Linked DNA regions of Canis lupus: region 2 is linked to region 1. A link is a contact called in public Hi-C data. All regions are on one chromosome and are shown on one strand. Each heading gives the region's core, a stretch centred on a gene start, on an enhancer-like site or on the middle of the called end of the contact. The rest is flanking DNA. Distances are from core to core; before and after follow the strand shown.

The links. A called contact is a pair of places that touch in the nucleus more often than the background predicts.
Region 2: a contact with region 1 is called in a Hi-C map of amygdala, with 5 times the contacts expected there. The contact joins two enhancer-like sites. A contact is called at or near these places in 3 of 9 Hi-C or Micro-C datasets (amygdala, blood and skin fibroblasts).

The regions. Positions count from the first base shown.
Region 1 is chr9:12,162,189-12,166,457 of UU_Cfam_GSD_1.0, forward strand. No RefSeq gene overlaps it. Among named protein-coding and RNA genes, the nearest start is that of RGS9, 120 kb to the left of the region's middle. Within about 2 kb of position 2,218, at least 2 of the 20 cell types and tissues checked have an H3K27ac peak or open chromatin away from gene starts, as enhancers often do.
Region 2 is chr9:12,358,006-12,362,274 of UU_Cfam_GSD_1.0, forward strand. The region is part of intron 2 of AXIN2 (axin-2); the gene reads right to left. Among named protein-coding and RNA genes, the nearest start is that of AXIN2, 7.3 kb to the right of the region's middle. Within about 2 kb of position 2,481, at least 3 of the 20 cell types and tissues checked have an H3K27ac peak or open chromatin away from gene starts, as enhancers often do.

The DNA of each region.
Region 1 (4,269 bases), core at 968-3,467:
AATATGGTAGCCGCTAGCCACATGTGGCTCTTGAGCACTTGAAATGTAACGCGTCCAAACTGAGATGTACTCAGAGTATAAAATACACACCAGACTTCAAAGAATACAAGGCAAACAAACAGAGTAAAACACACCAGTGATAATTTTAAAGCATTGATTACATGTTAAAATAAGAATATCCTGGGCGTGCCTGGGTGGCTCAGTCAGTTGAGCGTCTGAGTTTGACTCAGGTCATGATCCTGGCGTCCTGGGAATGAGCCCTGAGTTGACCTCCACGCTCAACAGTGGGAGGTCTACTTGTCCCTCTCTCCCTGCCCCCCCCCCCGCCCCGCTCCGGCTTTCTCTCATTCTCTCTCAAATAAATAAATAAAATCTTTTTTTTTTAAATGAGAATATTCTGGATATTTGGGGCTAATTAAAATATAGTATTCATTTCACCTGCTTTCTTTTTACTTTTGAAAAGTGTGACCCTTAGAAAACTTAAAATTATGTGTGAGTCTATAATTATGTCTCTCTTGGGGAGTGCTGGGTTAGCTTGTCCCTTCTTTAGGTGACATTATGAAGTTGGTTTGCCCGGCTGGTCTCTGTCTTAGATGGCCCCACCGCTCTCTACTCCTGGAGGAACTGCTGCTGCATCTGAGCATCTAAAGACCATGCTCAGGCCCACCCGCTTATAAATGCCCCAGGCCTGAAGCTTCACCCTATTAAACCCCACCGGCCAAGAGGAAAGACCCAGTAACCTGCTCCTCTGTGCTGGCTGGTCACGCAGGGCTCCCCTACCCCACAATGCAACTGCGTTTTTGCATCAGCCCTTCATGTGCTCCTTCTGTTTTTGGTCTTCTAGAACCATCCCGTTCATTTCTTAATGCTTGTTGGTGACTCTCATTCCTTCCTCCTGCACTTTTCCAATTGCATGGCTCTGAACCTATTGATCCCTCCGTAGGAAGCTTCAGTGGCAGCCTCCTGACACCCTGAGGAAGCCCAGGCTCCTTTGCCGGGTTTTCAAGGCCTATTGCAAACTGGCCACAGTCCACTTCTTAGAACTTCATGTTCCAAACACATGGGTATGTCTCCCTGCATGTTCTCCTCACTTGGCACTATCCCCTCCCTACTTCTATGTGTCAAAACCTGTTGATCCCTTAAGACCTTTTGAAATCCCTCCTCCTCTGAGAAGCCCTCAGCATTGACACGATGCGTGAGTCACCTTTCGAATCTTCTGAACAGGTCTGCACCAAGGACTTGGGAACAATGATCTGATGGTCTGGGGGAAACTCTGGTGTGCAACGGTTCTTAACTGAACATAATCACTCCTCTTTTCGTGTGTTTAGATCTTTACTCATGGACTCTGTAGATTCCTTGGACGTGCCTCATTGGGGTACACTCACTAGAATAACTGGAGACAACGTTCCAACATCAGGGCTCCCTCTCACACCGGAGATGTATGGTGATCATAGTGCTGCAACTTGCTATTTCCTAAAACAAAACCCCAACACTGTGTGAGGCACACCTGGGGATTCATAAATGTTTAGGGATAGATATCATGGGGATGAGACCCCCATTCAGAAGAACAAATCCAACAGGAGTGTTCAGGCGGGCAAGAACCTTGGAAGGATTGGGGGAGACACCCTGGAGACACCTGTCCCCCATACCCATGTGTGACCCGCCCCACTCTGATGTCCCTCTGTGACAGAGGGAAATGCGGGAGGGGGTGTTGCTGGCAGTGGTGTCCCCTACTCTTTGGCAGAACATTGGAGCCTCAATCTCTCTGGCTATCTTCTGGCTCAGTGATTTCCTGGGAAGTGGCCTCCTCCCTTTTCCAGTCACCATCTAGCTCAATATTTGAACTGGCAAATTAAGGCAATTCACCAGAATGGCAGGCTTCATTTCTCCGCATCAAAAGGTGCCGGGCCCTGGGGTTGTAAACTCTGATTCAGAGACAGCCTGCCCAGGAGGATGGTCCTTCCTGAATAATACACTCCGTGTCCAGCCAACCTGCCTGGGTTATTCCAGCCCTGCATTTGCATCACAGAAAAGCCATCCTTTGTCCCTTTGGCTGTAAATGGCCCTGTCCCCTCCTTCCTGGCAACCTGGCCGGGCTCTGAGTCGCTTCATGAAAGAGCTGACGCTTTGCCATCCAAGTTGGCTCTTTTTGCTTTGTCCTCAGAGCAGGATGAGAGAAAGAGACCAGGGTCCTCGCAGGCCACCTTCTCAGGGACCAGTCCCGCCAGGCCAGACAGGAAACCCTGCTAAATAGCCATGTCCCCCTGGCCCTCCAAGGGATGGGCTTGGTTCCGGGGTTTTCGGGGGTTTTCGGGGGCCTGTGCTTGGAGCAGCCAGTAGGTGTCTCTGTTACACACTGTTCAAGTCCCGTCGTTCTTGCAGGACTGGCACCACACATCAGATGCAGAAAGGCCTCCCTCCCTCCCTGCCCAGGGATGCTCTGGGGCTTCCTCAGGCTCTGGCTTCTTGAGAGGAAGCACGGTGGAGGGGGCGCGTTGTAGGGACCAGGAGGAGGCTGGGAAGGAAAGACAAAGTGCTAAGAGGTGGAGCAACGGGAAACAGTGCAGGCTTGTGCAGTGGGGAAGGGGTCCTACAGGGCTGGGGGCATCTCGTCCCTCAGTCCAGGTGGGTAAGAAGGAGGGAGGGAGGAGAGACCCCTGGGCGTGGTGACAGTATCACAGAGAAGCCCCAGAGGAAGGGCTGTGTGTGCATCTAACTCTTCCAAGCTGTGTGGCTTTAGGTAAGTGATGCAACCTCTCTGTTTCCATGGATTCATCTGTAAACTGAAAATAGAATACCTCCTAGGGTTGTTGAGGCGAGAGCCCACATGGAGAGTGTCTGCTACATCGCCAACACTCAGTAAGGCTCTGCGATCTCTTATTAAGCAGACCAGGCAGGCAGGAGAAGCTGGTGCCAACTTGCCGGCCCTTCCACCACTTACCTGCTCCTCCTCCCATTAAAGACAGGAAGGGGAGGCCAAAGAAAAGGGGCAGTGGACAGGAATGCTCCTTTCCCTGCCACCGTACACAGGTCTGGTACCCAGCAGGTGATTGGGTGACATCTTTGCGGTGAGAAAGTCCACCTGGAGGAGAGAAGCGGCTGGAAGGCGGCTCTATTCTAAGTAGTAGGACCTGCAGAGAGGCATCGGAGGGGTCCCCGCAGGACTGGTGCATGACTGTCAGGGTGGAACTACCATTGTAGTGGCCTTAGGGGACCAGGAAAGCCCCAAGGTTGTGAAGTGGCAAATGACTGCTCACCTCCAAAGAAGGAAAAGTGAGCAAATAAGCCCCGTTAGCCGATGGCCAGCAGCCAAACCTTTCCTGGGAAGATGCTAGAACAGATCACCGACTATCTTAGGGAGCACGGGGCTGGGCTGGCTTAGTGACTGGGGTGGAGCAGGGGTCCTAGTGTTTGGATCCAAGTTCTCTTAGTGGTTACGTGGCCCTCGGGCAAGTGAATTCACGCGCTCTGGTTGCCTCATGAGGATGTCATAGGGTCCAAGGAGTTCCCCCGTGCAATGAGCTACAGGAATGGTGACTATTTCTGTGAGACAAGATGAAATAACCAAGTGATGTCGTGAAGAATACGTTCCCCTGGGCCAGCTTGGCGTTAATTTAGCTTCACTTTAAGGGGAAAACATAACAGGTTGGGATAACTAGATGGGTCCAACCATTCTGCTAAACCAAGGCTCGGACAAAAGTAACTCAGCCAACACCGTGAGCTCACTAAGCACTTTAAGTCATGTGCTTTTACTTATATATTTATTTATAAGAACTATTTATTTGGGCCAGCCCGGGTGGCCCAGCAGTTTAGCGCCGCCTTCAGCCCAGGGTGTGATCCTGGGGACCCGGGATCGAGTCCCATGTGGGGCTCCCTGCATGGAGCCTGCTTCTCCTTCTGCCTGGGTCTCTGCACCTCTCTCTGTGTGTCATGAATAAATAAAATCTTTTAAAAAATTTAAAAAAAGCTATTTATTTGAAAGAGAGAGCATCAGAGTGTGTGTGCATGTGAAGCTGGGAGGGGCGGAGGGAGAGGGAGGAGAGACTCTCAAGCAGACTCCCCGCTGAGCATGGAGCCCCTGTTGGGCTCCACCCCAGGACCCCCAGATCATGACCTGAGCCAAAACCAGGACTCAGACACTCAACGGACTGAACCACCCGGGTGCCCCTAAGTCAGGTGTTTTCAAAATTATGATTGCTCTTCACCCTGATGTTAAGATTTAATCTATAGCAGCATTTCTAGAAATGCTTCTCAAGGGAATAGAAAAAT
Region 2 (4,269 bases), core at 1,231-3,730, 200 kb after region 1:
CGTGGATGCAGAACTGACCAGAAAGTGCAAATGAGGAATGGCATACTTGAACCCGCTGAGTATCTTGGACCGGGTGACCCTGAGCTGTCATTGAGGCACAGGCTCTGTCCTCCCATCGGTAGAGGACAAGAAGTCTCCCCACCTCCCAGGATATGCGGCGATGATTACATGAGGACGGTAAGGCCCTCCATGCCTCAGCTGCGGTCTCGTGTCCTCAATATGGCATTTGGAGACACCAAGGCTGGAGAGAGAGTACGAGTGGGAGCAAAGGAAAGGCAGATGACTTTTCTTGGAGGAGAGATGATTGAGTAAAAGAGTTTCCTAGTTGATAAGGGAAGTCAAAAGAGAGGAGAGGATGGCTGTGTCTGGCACTGCCAGTAAAGGCAGGACAAGAGGAAATGGACTTTTAAGTCCATAGAAAGCACTTCCTACTTGGTCCAACTAGAGCCCTGGAGTGTATGGGGCTATAGACTCATCCAAGTGCTTAAAACAATCCAAAGTTCCCTCCTCTCTCAAGTGCTTAGACATGGCTACTGCCTCAAAGCAGGGCAGACGAAGACACCTCTTCAGGGTCCCCTCCTAGCTTTCAGAAACCCAGTGGTAGGAAAGTGCTCTAAGCCCTGGATAGGGAACGGGAATCGAGAGGTCAAGAGCTGGTGCTGACTTGGCTCCCAGCCAGCAGGTGACCACAGTCGAGTCACCGCCTCCATGGACGTAGGGTCCCCACCTAAAAAATACATGGTTCAAATGTGGCCATCAGCACAAAGTTCTTATGTTCTCTGAAGAACCAGGGCACTGTGATTTGGAGAGATATTAGTAATACCCCCCCCCCAAACCAGCTGCCGAGGAGAACAGAGCTGTCGTGGCCCTTCTTTCTTCTGCGGAATTTAGCATGACTCGTAGTCACGCGGCGCTGGTGTGTCTACATGATGAATGCCTGTCCTGTGCAACCAGACTGTAAGCTCCATGAGGGCAAGGACCAGATCGGTCTTCTCTGTGTCTCCCCAGCTGGCCTCCCCAGCTGGCCGAGCATGGCAGAAATTCTAGCCTTTGCTGAACTTCCTTAAAAGACCTGAGGGCCATCTGATGGGGTTGCTGAAAAGTATTTTAGTCTAAGAGGCATTAGTGCAAGATCAAAAGAGCCCACAGAGCCCTAAAGAGCATTCAGACACTCTCTCTGACTCCACCGCTCTGTCCCTGTGGCATTAACTCAGTGACAATGTCCTGAAGTCAACCTCTACAGGGAGCAAATGACTCAATAGAAATCCCTCCTCCCTCCCCAAATCCCATGTGTGCTCACGGCTTTGCACTCCTTGGAGTAGATCACAAAACACACGGATCCCAAAATAAACTTGTCCTCCCTCGCTTCCAAAATAGAGGGCTCCTGTGCGACCAGTAATTAAACATGGACTATACTGCCCTTAGCTCACTTGACTGCAGGAAAGTATTTGGATTTTCCTGCAATCATAAGGGGGGGGGGGGGGAACGAAGACGAGGAAGGAGCAGGGTTGTGGAGGAGAGACAGAAACTTAATTTTTAAGAACCCAGAATGTTGTCAAAATCGCCACATGATTTTAAGAGTGGATTAGAGTTCTTTTCTTGAATCTTGAAAGAAAGAAAGAAAGAAAGAAAGAAAGAAAGAAAGAAAGAAAGAAAGAAAGAAAGAAAAAGAAAAGAAAAGAAAGAAACTCGACCACGCTACAGTAATTGTACCCAGATGCTTTGATTATTTCTCGGGGCTGCTGTGCTCTCACAGTTACTGCAAGGATTTTAAATTCCTACAGAGAGCAGAGGCCTATGGTACAGATTTTGCACTGGGAGTGCATCCACGGACCTCCGCTCGAAGCTTGCGTGTGCAAAGGGCTTTCAGCCGTCAGGTAGCACAGTCTCCTGGGACCTTAAGGGAAGGGAAATTGTTTGCTGGCTTTTTTTTTTTTTTTCCCTCCCCAGCTTACTCTTATCTCTTATCTAGATGCCAGTGCTGTGGCCCCTGCCCCCTCCCCATACAGCAGGGCAAAGCTGCCATCCAGGCGTCACAACAGACCTGACCTTTGGGGCCTCCTTCTGGATCTCCTCTCAAAACAATGCAACTTAAAAAAGTATTTGCTTCGAAAGCTGTGCGTTTAGGGCTTTCCACAAGCCCTCTGACCATGTACTCACCAAGTCACCGCCCAAAGGGCAGTTTGCTAAGGCAAGAGCAGGGGGTGCTCAGGGAGGGGCCTAGCACTGGGTGGCTGAGCCATTCGGAGAGGCGGACTTCTACAAGTGTGTCTCAGCAAACTGCCTTCATCAGAGATTCCAGCCTCTAACTGGAGGCTACTGCTTCCAGCATATCTTTCCTATGGCATCACTTTCTTTGATAATTGAAGCCAAGCTTGATTCCAGTGGCTTCGCACAAAAACGGGCCTCATCAGCGAGTTCTTTCAGAGAACAGGAAGCACTTGGAGCCAGCAGAGGGCCATCTGCTAGGCCTGACTTATTTTTAAGGGAGGCCAGAGGAGAGGGTCCAATGGGAGACAGAGGAGACCCGGCTGGCACAGGATGGCCCCAGTGCCAGGGCAGACGGGGAAGGACACAAGGGAGCACTCTGTGAGCCCAACACTGTGTCCTTCCCAAAATAAATGCTGGGCTGAGCTCCTAATCCCACAGCCCCTCTACACACACCTCAACACTGTGTGTGTGTGTGTGTGTGTGTGTGTGTGTGTATGTGCGTGCACGCGAGTGTCTGCGCAGTGGGGCTTTTACACGTGCTTCCACCAACCGGTCACTCTTGCTCAAAGTTATTTATAGAGACCATCAAAAGCCCAGGCAGCCCACTCAAGCACTCACAAACCAGAGTCCTTCCCTCTGAGAATAATTCCTGCTCTTCCGTTCCAACTATTTATATTAAACCTGACACCAAATCAGTGAGGACACAAACAAGTCATTAGAAAGGAGGCCTCCGCTGAGTGACCAAGGTAAACACAGGGCTTGGAAGACGAGCCAGCGCTCTTGGCACCCAGCTGCCAAGGCTGCTCCTCAACAGCGAAGGCAGGCGGACCCCTCAGCAGGGCTCGAGTTGTCGGTTTCATTCATGTCACTGGCTTCTGAAGCCCATCCCATCTGCCACGTACCTTGCTTGATGAGTGAGCCTACTGGAAGGGGAGGCGGGCTTGAAAGAGTTGGACAGGATCCCTACATCCCAAGAACTGGCTGAAAAGACAGACTTCAGGGGGGTGGAGTTGGGGGTGGGGACTACTCTCCAACTTTACAGTGAATCTAGAAGCCCAGAGTCACTCTCAGAAAGCGGTATCCTAACCTGGTCACCCTTTTCACAAATCCACTCCTTATCATGATTCAAGGATTCGAATGCTAATGCTTTGCGAGAGTTGGGAACATTTCCCTTTACAAAGGGCTTTCTGGTCTATTATCTTGATCCCAACAGCAATGTAAGACATGAACAGAAGGGATGGTGCCCTATCATTGTACAGGAGGACATCTGGGAACCCTCAGGTAGTGATGAGTGAACAGGGCTGGAAGCTGGGCCTTGGAATAATTTGGGACACCTCCCAATACACCATAGGTACACCTGAAGAGCTTGCGTGTCAAAACGAAATGAGATAGGTCTTAAGTTATCTGTGATGATGCCCAGTTAAGACGTGTGGGCTTCGGGGAGTCCAGGTAAAACACTTCATTTCAACCCAACAGTGGGAGGAAACACACACAGAGCGTAGCAACTCCAGGGACAGGTGAAAAGGTGTTAGCTATATGGATCAAACGTGCCCACAGCTCACAACCAGGAAGGCAAGCACTGGAAACACAAGGGATCTTTGGTCCCTGCTCCCAGGATCTCAAGAGCTTCACAAGAGTCATCTCTAGAAAGTTTAATCCTGGTAAAATCCCAGGGGAGGCCTTTGGAAGGAGGGGCACTCACAGGCTGGCTCTCTCCTGCCCACCCACAAAGGGGAGGGGTCGCAGCAGGGTCCTGCCTGGGAGCACTTTCTTCCGGGTGCCATCCCAAACCACACACAAACCACACGCGGTGCTGTTTACAGAAGGGACGCTCAGGTCCTGATGCTGGGAAGACACAGAAGCTCCACTGTCGGAAAGCCCCTGGAGAAGCAGCCTTACCACAGGACTTAAGTAGTCTCCGCTACAGCTGCCAAAACCGGAGAGCAAGGAGACCAGCACAGATTTACCAGAATGTGCATCTAATGCACCGGGGCGGTAGCAGCAGGTGCCGCCGGGTGACTGCCCAGGCACAGAGGCCCGATCTAGTATCTTCCCCAG